3 separate regions of the Mus musculus genome follow, and all the other regions are linked to region 1. The links are chromatin contacts, called in public promoter capture Hi-C maps. All regions are on one chromosome and are shown on one strand. Each heading gives the region's core, a stretch centred on a gene start, on an enhancer-like site or on the middle of the called end of the contact. The rest is flanking DNA. Distances are from core to core; before and after follow the strand shown.

Region 1 (4,872 bases), core at 839-3,338:
TTCCAAGTGAATTTGAGAATTGCTCTATCTCTGTGAAGAATTGAGTTGGAATTTTGATGAGGCATTGCATTGAATCTGTTGATTGCTATTGGTGAGATAGCCATTTTTACTATGTTAATCCTGCCAATCCATGAGCATGGGAGGTCTTTCCATCTTCTGAGATGTTCTTCGATTTCTTTCTTCGGAGACTTGAAGTTCTTGTCATACAGATCTTTCCATTGAATGGTTAGAATCACACCAAGATATTTTATATTATTTGTGACTATTGTGAAGGGTGTCATTTTCCTAATGTCTTTTTTAGCCTGTTTATCCTTTGAGTAGAGGAAGGTTTACTGATTTGAGATAATTTTATATCCAGCAACTAACTTTGCTGAAGTTGTTTATCAGCTGAAGAATTATCTGGTGGAATTTTTGGGGTCACTTAAGTATACTATCATACTTAAGTATACTATCTTCTGCAAATAGTGATATTCTGACTTCTTGCTTTCAAATTTGTATCTCTTTAACCTCCTTTTGTTGCTCTGGCTAGAACTTCTAGTACTATATTGAATAGATAAGGAGAGAGTGGACAGTCTTGTCTAGTTCCTGATTTTACTGGGATTGCTTCAAGTTTCTCTCCATTTAGTTTGATGTCGGCTATTGGTTTGCTATATACTGCTTTTACTATGTTTAGGTATGGGCCTTGAATTCCTGATCTTTCCAAGACTTTTAACATGAACAGGTGTTGTATTTTCTTGAGTGCTTTTTCAGCATCTAATGAGATCATCATGTGTTTTTTTTTTCTTTGAGTTTTGTTTATATAGTGGATTACATTGATGGATTTTCACATGTTGAACCATCCCTGCATCCCTGGGATGAAGCCTACTTGATCATGGTGAGTTATTGTTTTGATGTGTTCTTGGACTCAGTTTGCAAGAATTTTATTGAGTATTTTTACATCAATATTCATAAGGGAAATTGGTCTAAAGTTCTCTTTCTTGTTGAGTCATTGTGTGGTTTTGGTATCAACATAACTGTGGCTTCATAGAATGAAGTAGGTAGTGTTCCTTCTGTTTCTATTTTGTGGAAGAGAATTGGTATTAGCTCCTCTTTGAAGGTCTGACAGAATTCTGCACTATTTATTCATTCATTCATTCATTCATTCACTCATTTTTATTTTAAACTAGACAGTTCTGGAAATGGCTAACTCTGGAGTGCTTGTTTTCGTTCCAGTTAGGTAAGGATTCTTTATCGTGTCACTGTAATATCCAAAATAAATTCAAGACTACCTAGTACCTTCCCCCTTCAAAAGGACTTTCCAAACTGTACTACCAGGCCAAGTACAGAGCCAGATAAAGAAGCTGGCTGGCTAAACAAATATAGAAACATAGTTTTAACGGTCAAAATGACTAAGCTTACAGCTGCCAGAACAAGATTAACAATGCCCCTGCCCTGCCTTACACTAAAAACCACAAGGACAGACAAAATGAGAGTCACCCTATACAAATCAACCAATGTCCAAAAAGGTTATTGGCTACACCAATTAAAATAAGCCAAACTACCCTGGTGCCTAGATCCGGCCCTTACAAAGGTAATAAAAAGTGTGTTCCTTTGTTCTGGATCTCTCCTCTGGCCTGGTGCTGAGAGGGTGTTCCCCAACATGTTGGACAAGTAAAATCCTCATGCGTTTTGCAACGATGGCGGTCTCTGTGGTCTTTGTAAGGGTCTTTTGACAACATACAACATCACAAGGGGCTCTGTGTATGGGTCAAGAGCACCAGTGGGAAGTTCCTTAACTCCATTTTTCTTTCTGGTGCCAAAGTCGCTAAACTGTACGGTCAGCTCAGGGAGTGCTGTATTGTTCTACCCTGCAGTGTAACATTGACCCTCCCCAAAACAGTTATGAGATAAGTGATCCAATCAAGACTGGGGTCAGGCAAAGCGGAAGAGCATCACCGCCATCTTTCTTTCTGGTGCTACCATAGTTGCGACTCTGTTCTCAGTTGAGTGCCAAACTGTTCAGCTTCAGGTTTCTCATGACCGTCAAACCCAGTATCAGAGTCAGGTCGCTGGAGGCCCGGAGAACAGAGCGGAAGTTCTTCACCCGCCATCTTTCTTCCTGGCAACGCCATTGTCACTGCTCTCTCAGTCCAGTCCGCTGAGGGAGTTTGGGGTCGCTGGACCTCAGGCCGCTCCACCCTGGAGCCGCGTGAGGCTGCTTGAGGTCCGGAGCTCAGCTATGGTGAGCATCGGGGATGCGGGGAATGCAGGCGAGTCCCTCGGTACGGGAACCACGGCAAAGACTGCAGCTGCGCGCGCGACTCCTGGACTGCGCGGCCAGCTGTGTTGGCGGTACGGGAGCCGCGCGGGGGCGATGTGCCGCTGCTTTGTTTTGCCTAGTAGAACCTGATTTCCCAGTCTTTCCGGTCCATGGGAAGCGGATTCTGGAATCCTTGAATGTCTTCTCCATCCAAATGCTTTTGTTGTTGCTGCTTGATTGACAATTGAAATCCCTCGGTTCCCAGGCCCGTCCCCACATTGCCAAACTCACTGGACCGGGCGATCCACAGGTCCCCGTGAGCAACATGGGGGTGCAAGGAGTGTGGCCATCTGTGATGCAGTTGGGCGGTTTGTAGGGATTCAACTTCTTTAATGCTGAGACATGACTTTATTTGAAAGGACTGTTAGAAATAGGGAGAAGGCCCGAGATAAAAAGTGTGAAACGTGTCAAGCGGTGGCTAGAAGAGAAGGGCTTTGCTTGGAGGGATATGTCAACAGTATTAAGGTACGGGTTTGATCGTGCTTAATAGTGTTTTGTCTTTTCTGAGCAGCCAGTCATTTTCAGGCAACAAGTGAACAATTTGTGAATTGGTTTTTCTCTAGGATCAGAGTCTAGTTTCAAACATCATGTAGAAATCCAGCATTAACACCATTATTTTATTGGTGCTTTCTCTGGTATATATTTTTGGCACCTTTGTTGAGAATCAGTTGGCTGAACGTATGGGCTTATTTTTATTTTCTCTTTTCCAATGGACTGTACATCAATATTTATGACACTACTCTGTCGGGTTTTGCTTCGTTCTGTTCTGTTCTGTTCTGTTCTGTTCTGTTCTGTTTATTTTCATTACAGATCTGCACAGTGTGCTCTTTTTTTGCTGAGGATATCTTGGGCTCCCCCCGGGTCTGTTGCACTGTCATAGCAATTTTAAGAACTGTTGCTAGTTGTGTGTAAAATGTGATTATTTAATGGAAATTTCATTGAATCTGAATTACAACTTTGAATTATTTTAGCAATATTGATTCTCCTAATCCATGATCATGGTAGTCTTTTCTAGTGTCGTGTTTAATTTCTTTATTTTTTTTAATTGAAAAAAAATTCACACAATATATTCTGATTACACTTTTCCTCTCCCCAACTCCTCCCCAATCTCTCCACCTCTCTGCCCACCCAACTCCAAATCCTCTCTTTCTTTCTCTTTATTTTTTTCTTCAGTGACCTAAAGCTGCCTTTGTAGAACATTTTCTCATCATCATTTAATTTGGGCATTTTAGTTTATGTGTATAGGCATTATGACTTTCTAACAGTGTATCTCTGAGATAGTTCATTACTTGCTGAGAGAAAATATACTGGCATTGTGTGTTGATTTTGTACCCTTGCTAAATACTTTATAATATAAGCCTTTTTGGTGTAATCTTTTGGACTCTCCTTAGTTTTCTCAGATATGTGTTACTTTTGTTTGTTTGGTTGGTTGGTTGGTTGGTTGGTTGGTTTTTTCGAGACAGGGTTTCTCTCTATAGCCCTGGCTGTCCTAGAACTCACTTTGTAGACCAGGCTGGCCTCGAACTCAGAAATCTGCCTGCCTCTGCCTCCTGAATGCTGGGATTAAAAGTGTGCGCCACCACACCCGGTTTATACCTTTTTTGTTTGTTTGTTTGTTTGTTTGTTTGTTTGTTTGTTACTTTTTACACAGACAGTATAACTGTGTACGCCTGGCTGACCTGGAACTCTTAACCCTGCTTTCTTAGCCTCCCACATACTGGGACTCCTGGTGTACACTACAGTAACAGGTTTGGGTTTTCCTCTTTATGTATTGAAACAAAGATGGTTTGACTTCCTCCTTTCTGATTTATATACCTGTTATTGCCTTTGCTTGCATAATTCTCTGGCTAATAGTTTAATATTATATTCAAGAAGAGTAGTGAATAGTCACTTAGTGGGTTTTGGTTTTTTTATGGTTTTTGAGACAATGCATTCAGGTTTTGCCCCCTTCATTTAGAATGTTATTACTAATGTGTGTCTGTCATACAGACCTTTACTATGTTAATGTATGATTCTTCTGTGCCTACTAGATTCTGAGCTCTTATCATGACATGGTGTTTAATATTATCAAAGACTGTCTTGCATCTGAGGTCAGTTATGCGATTTTGAATTCTTGATTTTTGCCTTTTCCATTTCAGTATATAATTTGATTTCTATTCATGGGAAAGGGAAAAATGTGAGCATGTTTCCAAGTAAAGATTTCCTTTCGTTTATTTCTATTATCATATATACATTCTACAGAGCAGTTTATTGTCATATATACATTCTACAGAGCTGTTTATTATCATATATACATTTTACAGAGCAGTTTGGCTACATTTTTGTTTTCCTCTAATAGTTTCACAGTACAAGCCTTCTAAGTACCCATCACTGGTGTGTGCCACCATGGCCAACTTTGTATGTGAGCACTAGGGATCAGAAATTAGTTTTTTATGTTTAGGTGGCGAGCAGGATAAAAACTAAGCTGTCTTCCTGGACTTAGATTTCTTAATAGTTTTTCCAAATTAAGTATTTTGCAAGTTGACTATTTTTGATCTTGTACAATGCAAGAAAGCATTTCAGAGTGTTTTTTG
Region 2 (4,872 bases), core at 1,700-4,199, 780 kb before region 1:
CCATCCAATGAATGACTATGAGCATTCACTTCTGTATTTGTCAGGCACTGGCAGAGCCTCCTAGGAAACACCTATGTTAGGCTCCTATCAGCAAACTCTTGTCATCTGCAATAGGGTCTGTGTTTGGTGGTTGTTCATGAGATGGATCCCTATATAGGGTAGTCTCTGGATGGTCCTTCCTTCAGTCTCTGCTCTGAACGTTGTCTCTGTAACTCCTTCCATGGGTATTTTGTTCCCCCAGCTAAGAAGGACCAAATTGCAGCAGACTATCCCTTCTTTGGGTCTCCTGGCTATGTGAACTGGGTCTCTGGTGGCAAGTATGCAAAGGAATCAATGAATGACAAACAGAAGCAACAAGAGAGAGTGTGTAGAATCTGAGTGTAATGTCACAAAGGGAACATATATAATATAGGTAATATTTATAGAAAAGATAAAACAGCCCTGCCTAGGGTCAGCTAATGACAGGTAAGGATTTCACACCCTAGTCACAATTTGTGCTACTCCTTTGAGCCTTGTGAAAGCTAGCACCAGGGGGTTCTGCTATAGTAGACCTTCTCATGAATAAAGCAATACCACAAACCCCCATATTCCCTAGGCCTTGGTAAATTCTTGCATATGAAAGTAACTTGACTGTACTTTTAAGTATCTGTAGGGAATCTCCATTTGTCAGAAGAATTCACCAACTTGCATCTAATATGCAATGTAGCCTGCTATACCTGGTTGTAGTGAAGATTCTAAGTATACTTTGTTAAGCTTGCCCTGAGATTTCTAACTCTTATAAAGTAAAATACTGTAAGAAAACATACAAGACCCTCCACGATATTGCAGGGACAAATCTGGGGCATTCTAGCTATGGGAATGCCAAGGTTCCAGGAGGCTGAGTTTCCTTGAAACTCTTTGCCTCAGGACTGCTTCCAGGTTTTTGGCCTGTCAAGCGAGACACTACTGGAGTGGATATATTATCAAAGTATCCACACTTTGGTCTTCCTTCTTCTTGAGCTTCATGTGTTTTGCAAATTGTATTTTGGATATTCTGAGGTTCTGAGCTAATATCCACTAATACAAATTGGAAAGGAAGAAGTCAAAATATCACTATTTGTAGATGATATGATAGTATTTATAAGTGACACCCCAAAATTCCACCAGAGAACTCCTAAACCTGATAAACAATTTCAGTGAAGTATCTGAAAACAATATTAACTCAAAGAACTCAGTGGCCTTTCTCTATACAAAGGATAAACAGGCTAAGAAGGAAATTAGGGAAACAACACCCTTTACTATACTCACAAATAATATAAAATACCCTGCTGTGACTCTAACTAAGGAAATGAAAGCTCTGTATAAGAACTTCAAATCTCTGAAGAATGAAATCAAAGAAGATCTCAGAAGATGGAAAGATTTCCCATGCTCATGGATTGGAAGGATTAATATAGTAAAAATGGCTATCTTGCCGAAAGCAATCTACAGATTCAATGCAGTCCCCATCAAAATTCCAACTCAACGCTTCACAGAGTTTGAAAGGGCAATTTGCAAATTCATCTGGAATAACTACCTAGGGTAGCAAAAACTATTCTAAACAATAAAAGAACCTCTGGTGGAATCACCATCTCCTACCTTAAGTCCTACTACAGAGCGATTGTGATAAAAACTGCATGGTACTGGTACATCAACAGACAGACCAATGGAGTAGAACTGAAGACCCAGAAATGAACCCACACACCTATGGTCACTTGATCTTTGACAAAGGAGCTAAAACCATCCAGTGAAAAAAGACAGCATTTTCAACAAATGGTGCTGGCTCAACTGGCAGTTAGCATGTAGAAGAATGTGAATTGATCCATTCTTATCTCCTTCTACAAAGCTCAAGTCTAACTGGATCAAGGAACTCCACATAAAACCAGAGACACTGAAACTTATAGAGGAGAAAGTGGGGAAGAGCCTCGAAGATATGGGCACAGGGGGAATATTCATGGCCAGAACACCAATGGCTTGTGCTGTAAGATCAAGAATTGACAAATGGGACTTCATAAAATTGCAAAACTTCTATAAGGCAAAGGACACTGTCAGTAAGATAAAAAGGCAACCAACAGATTGGGAAAAGATCTTTAACAGTCCATGGTTTTAAAGCATTTATTGTCATGGAGGACTGTTGTGATGAGTGAAACTATACTCTCTTTCTCAGGGCAGGCCTGAGGTTACATACCTTTTGCAGTGAGTAGTGTCTGGGAAGGAGAGCTTAATTGGCTATGCTCTTCAGGCCTTTAGGAACCTCATTAAAATGGTCTTGAGGAGAGGCCTCCTAGGTGTCTAGGATCCTGTTGTCTAGGAGCGTGGCAAAGCACCTACTGTTCCTTGCAGAGTTATCTGCTGTGTCTCTGGGGTTTTTAACCTAGCTCAATCAGAAACTAGGCTGCCTTTCATGGTCCCACATTAGTTGATTCTGTTGTTCTTCGTGTGAAGTTCCTATCCCCTTAGGCACTGCCACCCTTCTTATTTTTCCACAAGAGTCTCCAAGTTCCATCTAATGTTTAGCTGTGGGTGTCTACATCTATTTAAGTCATTGCTGGGTGGATTCTCTCATAGGAAAGTATGTACCAGTATGTGTCTATGAGCATAACAGGGTATCATTAATAGTGTCAGGGACTGTTGCTTGCCCATGGGATGGGTCTCAAGTTTGGTGGGGTTTTGGTTGGCCATTCCCTTAGTCTCTACTCCATCCCCTATTCCTGCATTTCTTTAGACAGGAAAAGTTTTGGGTTAAAAGTTTTGTGGGTGGGTTAATGTCACTATTGCTCCACTGGGGTTCCTGCCTAGCCAGAAGAGGAAGCCTCCCCAGGCTCCATATCGCCAATGCTGAGTCACAGCTAAGCACACCCACAGTGATACTTGTGTGAATCCCCTATCCTATGTCTCCGTCTCTTCCTAAAGTTGCCCCCTCCTTACCATCCCTGTCAGTTGCAGATTTCCATTCATTATCATGGACCCCCCTCCTCCCCACACCAGACAATGAACCCACCTCTCCATCCCTATCTCCTTTCTCATGCAGTTCTCTCCCTCCATCTGCATCCCATGACCATTCAATAGAATCAAACATCCTTTCTTGTGCCCTTCTTCCTATCCAGCCTTCTTGGGTCTGTTGAGTGTAGCATGGGCACACTGTACTTTATGGAATGCATTCTGAGAGGGGAGAGGTTATACTTAGGCTCTTTTTTACTGAGCCTCACTGGATCATTTACCTGCTTTAGGGTCCTGGGCACCTAGACATACGTACTTTAAGACATCAGCTCCCAGGCCTTCTATAAGGAAAACAAAACAAAAAATTCAGTTAGTTTATAAATACTTTCCCATTGTCTCTTTTGAAGAACTGTATTGGATATTTTAACATGACTTAGTTAAAGAAACTACATACATTTTACTTCATTGTATATGCTTAACTTTTGTAGCTTTATATAGAGGAGTATTTTGCTGCTGTTTGTTTTCTATGCACTGTATGCTAGAATTGAGTGAGAAATGCCCTGGAACAGGAGTTATGGACAGTTGTGAGCTGCCATGTGGTGCTAGCACTCAAAACTGAGTGCACTACAAACAAAACTAGAGCTCTTAACTGCTAAGCCATCTCTCCATAATATTCATGTTAATTATACTATGTTATATATAATACGGAAAAATTTATCATAAGATCTATTGTCAACTTTAATGCAAAGACATCACCAAGAATTATTAGTTCAATATCTCCTGTGTTGGCTAATGGACCAAACAAAGACATTTTGAACTGTCACCGTGACCCTGCTCCCCCATACTCACCTTGTGCACATGTGGTGTATGCATTGATACACCTGTGAAGGACAGAGACTGACACTGTCATCCTCTCATTTTCCCGTGTCCCACACATGCGGAGCCTAGTGTGTGGTGGTCAGAGGACTTGCTGCTTGACAGTTCTCTTCTGCCACATTATGGGTTCTGGGGACAGAACTCAGGCCATCAAGCCTCCCTGTGTGTTCCACCCAGTGGTCCCTCAGTTTTAAAGACATGTTCACTCACCCAAATCCCTGGTGTGTTTGATTTACTCTCTTGAAGCACACTGACTCTCAGACTTGCAGGCAAGTAAGCTTTGGGGATCCCCTTATCCCCACATCTTCACTCAGGTTTTCAGGGCAAGTATTTTACCAATTGAGTTTTACCAACCACCCCTGCCCTTTATTCTTATTTCCTATTCTTATTCTGCACTAGGTTATGAAGGGGAACCAATCACACAACTGTAGATTTTCTGTAGTCCCCTTGCTTCTTGATCATTTTGTAGTTCTAAGGGGCTAATTATTCTTTAAGTTGGAGCTTCATATAGATAATACAAGAATAAATTATAAATTATAGTTTCAAGATATTCTTTTGCTCATTGAATGTTTTCTTTAAAAACACTGAATTGTCCAACTGTAGTTTTTCGTTCTATCAGTCCATTTCTTTCCCACACATAATTTAGATAGCTATAGTGTAGAATATAGATTTTACTATCTCCCCAGATCTTCCTATTCTTATATCTTTATGTTCCTCTTCTCAGTCAAGTTTCATACACTCTATAAATTTAAATTATTAAATGGAACGAGCCATACTCTTTGGAACCCTAGTTTCATTTTGCTTAAAGCCTTTTGAATATCAAGCATGGGAGTTGGATAGTATAGGTTACCACTTTGTAGAGATATTTACCCAATTTTTGTATGAGTCCAGGGGCACACTGATGATTTTATGGCAAAGCATGAGGTCCTGCTTTGCTAACATTTAGCACCTGGATTACCATGGACACTTTATCTATTACCTTAGGAGTGTGTTGTGCTCCTGCTGGTAGTGAGGTATGGAAACACTACTCATGGGCATAAA
Region 3 (4,872 bases), core at 1,572-4,071, 540 kb before region 1:
AGAGGAAAGGGAAGCAATGTAGAGAGGAGGCAGCTTTACTGGAACAGACTGAACGGAGAACAGCTAGACACAGGTGAAGACAGAACAAACCAGGGAATGAGAAGGAACCAGAAAGTTAGAACAGATTGCTAGAGTTTGAGGCAAAGCAGAGCAATTCAGGAGAGGCTACAACGGGCCAGTTTGAATCAGTTGGAGCCAGAAAAGGTGAGATAAATCAGCCAGTCAGAGGTCAGAAAGAACTAGAAAGGGTGAGCATATTCTGCAGCAAGTCTCAGAGGCTGAAAACATTCCAGGCCTAGATTAGATTGTACAGAGGCTAGAAGCTTCCAAGGCTAGGCCTAGGTTAGCAGACATGGGCAATAAGCCTCCAAGACAATTCCATAGGTGAATAAAAGTTACATTAACACTCCAGTGCCACCATCAATCACCTTTTGATGTCATCCTTATCCTGAACTGGACAGAACCTCCACAGGGCAGCCTAGAGTCTGCTTAAGCTCTGCCACACAGTTACCTGCCTGACTCGCCATAAAAGGGGCTGCTTTCCCCCCTTCACTTCTCTTGTTCTTGCCTTCTTGCTCCTTCACTGTACTCTTCCCCCTCCCCTCTCTCTACATGTTCATGGCCAGCCTCTATTTCTCTTCTCTCTTCCCCCCTCCCTCCTTCCCTCTTTCTCTTTCTCTCTCTGCCTTTCTCTGCCTCAACTACCCTCCCCATGCATTGAATAAACTATTCTATACCATCGTGTGGATGGTCCCTCAGGGGGAAGGGATGCCTCAGCATGGGCCCATGGAGGTACCCCCTTCCTCCATACCTAACTACACATCCACCAAAACATATCTCCTCTCTTTATCTTTTTATAAACACATCAGTCACTCCACAGAAGTGCTCCTTTGTGGACCCTGAACTCAGTATTCCATAGCACATTTTCTGAAGTGAATGGGACCCCAGGAAACCTGCTATGCTCTGGTCCTTATGAAGGCCAGTCACAAGCAGTGGCAGATAGGCTCAACCACTCAATAGGAGAGAACCCATTCCACAAGTTGTCCTCTAATCCCCAGGTGTGCACTGTGATGTATGACACAAGAGCACATGCACACACAAATAATCAAATTTAAAATGTAAGACATCCCACCCAATGCCAGGTCTTAGGTATGTGTGACTGTTGTTTCTTTATTCCATGTCACTCCATTTCGGTCAATCCCAAAGTAATGCAGGTTGTAGCAGCAGGTGAGCAGAAGAGCAAAAAAATGGTACATACATACAACACAGCATCTTTCCTCTTTAGAAAGGAGACACATTCTGTGGGTGTGGTAGTCAGGATGGCGTGCAGGTACTAGTGTGGCACAGGCCTTTAATCTCAAAAGAGGCCAGTCAGGGCTGTATAGTGAGAGCTAGCTCCGAACAGTGCTTACTGTTCTTTCAGAGGACATAGGGCTTCTATTGCTGGGAAGAGACACCATGACCATGGCAACTTTTATAAAGGAAAAATTGGGGGGCGGGGGGGGCTGGTTCACAGGAGTTTAGTCCATCATTGTCATGTCAGGAAGTATGGTGACACTCAGACAGAGGTAGCTGAGGAGTCCATATCTGAATCAGCAGGCAGCAGGAAAAGGACTGTATTCCAGTAGGCCTAGTTTTTGAGACCTCAAAGCACACCCCACCCCATGGTGTACTTCCTCCAATATGGCCACTGCCTGTGGTTTACTATGGGCTCATTTTGATTCAAACCACAAGCAACAAGGCTCAGTATTCAATTACCAGCATCACATGGCCCTCACAGTCACCATAACTCCAGTGCTCGGGGATCCAGTATCATTTTTGTTTTTTAAGGTTTAAATAGTTTTTTAGAGACAGGGTTTCTCTGTGTAGCCCTGGCTGTCTTGGAACTCTCTCTGTAGACCAAGCTGGCCTCAAACTCAAAGATCCACCTGCCTCTTTCTCCTGAGTGCTAGGATTAAAACCCTACCACCACCCTGCCCAGGTTAAAATGTTATGTTTAATTGTGTGTTGGTGTGTGCATATGAAACGTGAAGAAATCAGAGGTGTCAGATCCCCGGAGTCACAGGCATCTTTTCTAAAAACGTGGACTGAGACGGCTTGTCTAGCATTTCTAATGCTCATAAGTTACATGCGAGTGAAAGAGGTAAACCTAATATTGGTTCACAACCACGGTAAATCCAGCTCCAGGGCATCCTGGCTTGTTTTATAATCCTCATGGCATTCATTCCCTGATCCCTGAATTTCTCATTGGCTAAGTTCTTCGGGAGGTACAATATTCTCCATCCTTCGGGGCCTCGATCATGTAGCCGACTACATGTAACCTAAAATGAAAGAGAGTTGCTGGTAGCTAGGGAAGGGGGGGCCATGGACCATGATTTATTAAAGCTCAGGATGCTGGCAGCCAGGACTGGAAACTAGCAGGTCCGGCCAGATGGAAACGCCCAACTGACACGTCATCAAGCAGGGTCGGGGGAGACCCCAGGTCAAGGTTCCCGCTACAGAGGTAGAAAACACGTGCACTGCGCGCGCAGAGGCGAGGTGAACAAGCGGAATGCAATGACCGGCGAGGGAAGATGAGGAATGGCTTTTCCAGTCCTTTCAACGAATTCTCGCCGGACATAATCGGCTGTTCAGGGCCTACATGGACTACAGAGACTCTGCTTCAAAAAACGAAAAAGGCCAGGTATCAAGACCATCATTTTAAAAAGAGACAGGGACGAAAACGATTTATCTTTGAATAAACTGCGGCTTGAAATAAAACTCTACTTCCGTCCCAAGCGTAGCAGGGCGGACCTCGGAGGGGAAGGACCTCACTCAGGCACTTCCGCCCTTTTCTAAGATGGCGCAGGCGGAAGGAGCCTATCATCGCCCGCTGGCGACGTCGCGGTTGGAGTTGAACCTGGTACGGCTGCTTTGTCGCTGTGAGTCGATGGCGGCAGAAAAACGAGAACCGGACGAGTGGCGACTGGAGAAGGTGAGGGATTCCCACGCCGCCGCAAAGGCCTGCGAACCAACTCCACAGGCCACTGTCTCCGCTCCTTCTGGTCCGCGGCGACACGCCCCTCGTGCGTAACCCCTGACGTCCTAGTTTTCTCCCTACAGCTTCACGCACAGGCCACGCCCTCTCAATTCTAGGTCTTCGCTTATGTCCCCTCCCCTCTCTGACTCCTCTCCGGGTCCCACCCCTCTCCCTGGTTTGCTCCTGCCTTGGGCCACTGGCTTGGCTGACACCATACCTTCCCTCCCAGTATGTGGGTGCCCTGGAAGACATGCTGCAGGCCCTGAAAGTTCAAGCAAGGTGAGTGTGGGGGCACCGAGTCACCACCTCCTACGACGGCACAGCAGCAGACTAACTTTTTCCTGCTGCCTTTCAGTAAACCGGCCTCAGAAGTGATCAGCGAGTACTCCCGCAAAGTGGACTTTCTGAAGGGCATGCTGCAGGCCGAGAAGTTGGTGAGCCTGCCCTCCCATCCCTCAGGCGGGCCTCACTCAGTTCCCCACAGCCCCTAGGACCAGGGCACAGCCCCCCAGTAACTCGTCTTCCCCTTCCTATGTCTCCTCAGACCTCCTCCTCTGAAAAAGCTCTAGCTAACCAGTTCCTGGCTCCTGGCCGCGTGCCCACCACAGCCAAGGAGCGGGTGCCTGCCACCAAGACTGTACATTTGCAGTCTAGGGCACGTTACACCAGTGAGATGCGGAGTGAGCTGTTGGGCATGGTACGATTCCCTCCCTTGTACTTGGGACCAACCTCTGGATAGCAAAAAGAGTAGTCTTCAGAGGGGAAAGACTGGAATAATACCACAAACTCTAGTGGGCCTTAGGCAAGGCTTCCCCAGGAAGGCACTGTGCTCAAGAAGAGGAATTTGGCTGGGTGGTGGTAGTACACGTCTTTAAACCTCAGCACTGAGGAGGCAGAGGCAGGCAGATCTTTGTGAGTTCAAAGCCAGCCTGCTTGCTCTACAGAATAAGTCCAGTAATCAGGGCTACACAGAGAAACTCTGTCTTAAAAAAAATTAGCAAAACAAAGAAGAATGGACCACATCTGGTTAAACCCCAGAGTTGGCCCCACAGCTTTACATGAGTCAGCCCAAAGCAGAGAGAGATTTAGGGAAGATATCAAAGAGCATGGCCTCATTCCTCTCTCCTCCCCACAGGAACCATCTGGAGGTGAGACATGCTGAGCATGACTGTTCCTGCCACCCCACAGCCCTCATGCCTGCCCATCCCCCTTGATTTTTCCCAGCCCAGGAAGAGGTCCCAGGGTCATCTTTGCCTGAGGGGAGGCTGAGAAAGAGGATGGTTCCCAGCACAGTGCTAGGCCATTGAGAGGGATCTGGGACCAGGGAGAGTGGGCAAAAAGCAGTTCACAGGCAGAACAGCATTTTGCTGATCAAGGTCAGAAGTTTGGAAACAAGAAAGCTATCTTCTTTGTTCTTGGCCTCTTTTGCTTCCAGAATGTGAGGTGGACATGAGGAAACGAGCGTGAGTATTTCAGCCACAGCGTGACAGGGAAGGGAAATGAGCGGCTGAAGCTGGGGCCCCTGAGCTGCTATAAGGACCAGCTGCCTGCTGGAAGTCCTTTCTGGGGCTGCTGTTCCCAGAATGTAAAAGAGCAGGGGAAACTGAGTCCCCAGTAGAACTGAGGGTGGTGCCATGGGCCCTGGGATCCTTGGGAAAGGGCCACATGGATGTCTTTACCTATCACTACTGGGGACCTACAAATGTGGCGTCAGCAGTGCGAAGGGGTCCAGACCTGCAGATGAGAGGCAGTCAGCATCCGAGCTAGACCTCGTCCTCCAGAGGCACCAGGGCCTCCAGGAAAAGCTGGCTGAGGAGATGCTAGGCCTGGCCCGCAGCCTCAAGACCAACACA

Evidence for each region. Promoter capture Hi-C pulls out the DNA fragments that hold promoters and counts their contacts. Capture Hi-C pulls out chosen DNA fragments and counts their contacts.
Region 2: a contact with region 1 is called in a promoter capture Hi-C map of stem cell-derived epiblast-like cells, with 5 times the contacts expected there. The contact joins the enhancer-like site here to the promoter of Zfp882 in region 1. A contact is called at or near these places in 13 of 39 promoter capture datasets (the 3T3-L1 cell line, 3T3-L1-derived adipocytes, the C10 cell line and 7 more), 2 of 15 datasets of contacts at CTCF or cohesin (large pre-B cells and pro-B cells), 1 of 484 Hi-C or Micro-C datasets (bone marrow-derived macrophages), 15 of 115 datasets of contacts at active chromatin or transcription factors (the 230-238 cell line, acute myeloid leukemia, astrocytes and 6 more) and 4 of 9 other capture datasets (adipose tissue, embryonic stem cells, liver and 1 more).
Region 3: a contact with region 1 is called in a promoter capture Hi-C map of liver, with 2.2 times the contacts expected there. The contact joins the promoter of Use1 here to the promoter of Zfp882 in region 1. A contact is called at or near these places in 1 of 39 promoter capture datasets (hippocampal neurons), 1 of 484 Hi-C or Micro-C datasets (uterus), 2 of 115 datasets of contacts at active chromatin or transcription factors (astrocytes and neural tube) and 2 of 9 other capture datasets (adipose tissue and liver).

Annotation. Positions count from the first base shown.
Region 1 is chr8:71,906,518-71,911,389 of GRCm38.p6, forward strand. It overlaps Zfp882 (zinc finger protein 882), which reads left to right and starts at 2,089. Exons shown (of 3, transcript NM_001166645.1): 1 at 2,089-2,221. The coding sequence starts at 2,219.
Region 2 is chr8:71,127,977-71,132,848 of GRCm38.p6, forward strand. It overlaps a transcript of Gm7827 not described here. Among named protein-coding and RNA genes, the nearest start is that of Gm7827, 10 kb to the right of the region's middle. Within about 2 kb of position 2,950, at least 6 of the 459 cell types and tissues checked have an H3K27ac peak or open chromatin away from gene starts, as enhancers often do. A contact at or near this core is called in stem cell-derived epiblast-like cells, where this site is marked.
Region 3 is chr8:71,364,396-71,369,267 of GRCm38.p6, forward strand. Use1 (unconventional SNARE in the ER 1 homolog (S. cerevisiae)) reads left to right here and starts at 2,822. Exons shown (of 8, transcript NM_025917.4): 1 at 2,822-2,974; 2 at 3,249-3,298; 3 at 3,375-3,453; 4 at 3,564-3,716; 5 at 4,155-4,167; 6 at 4,455-4,482; 7 at 4,737-4,872. The coding sequence starts at 2,840.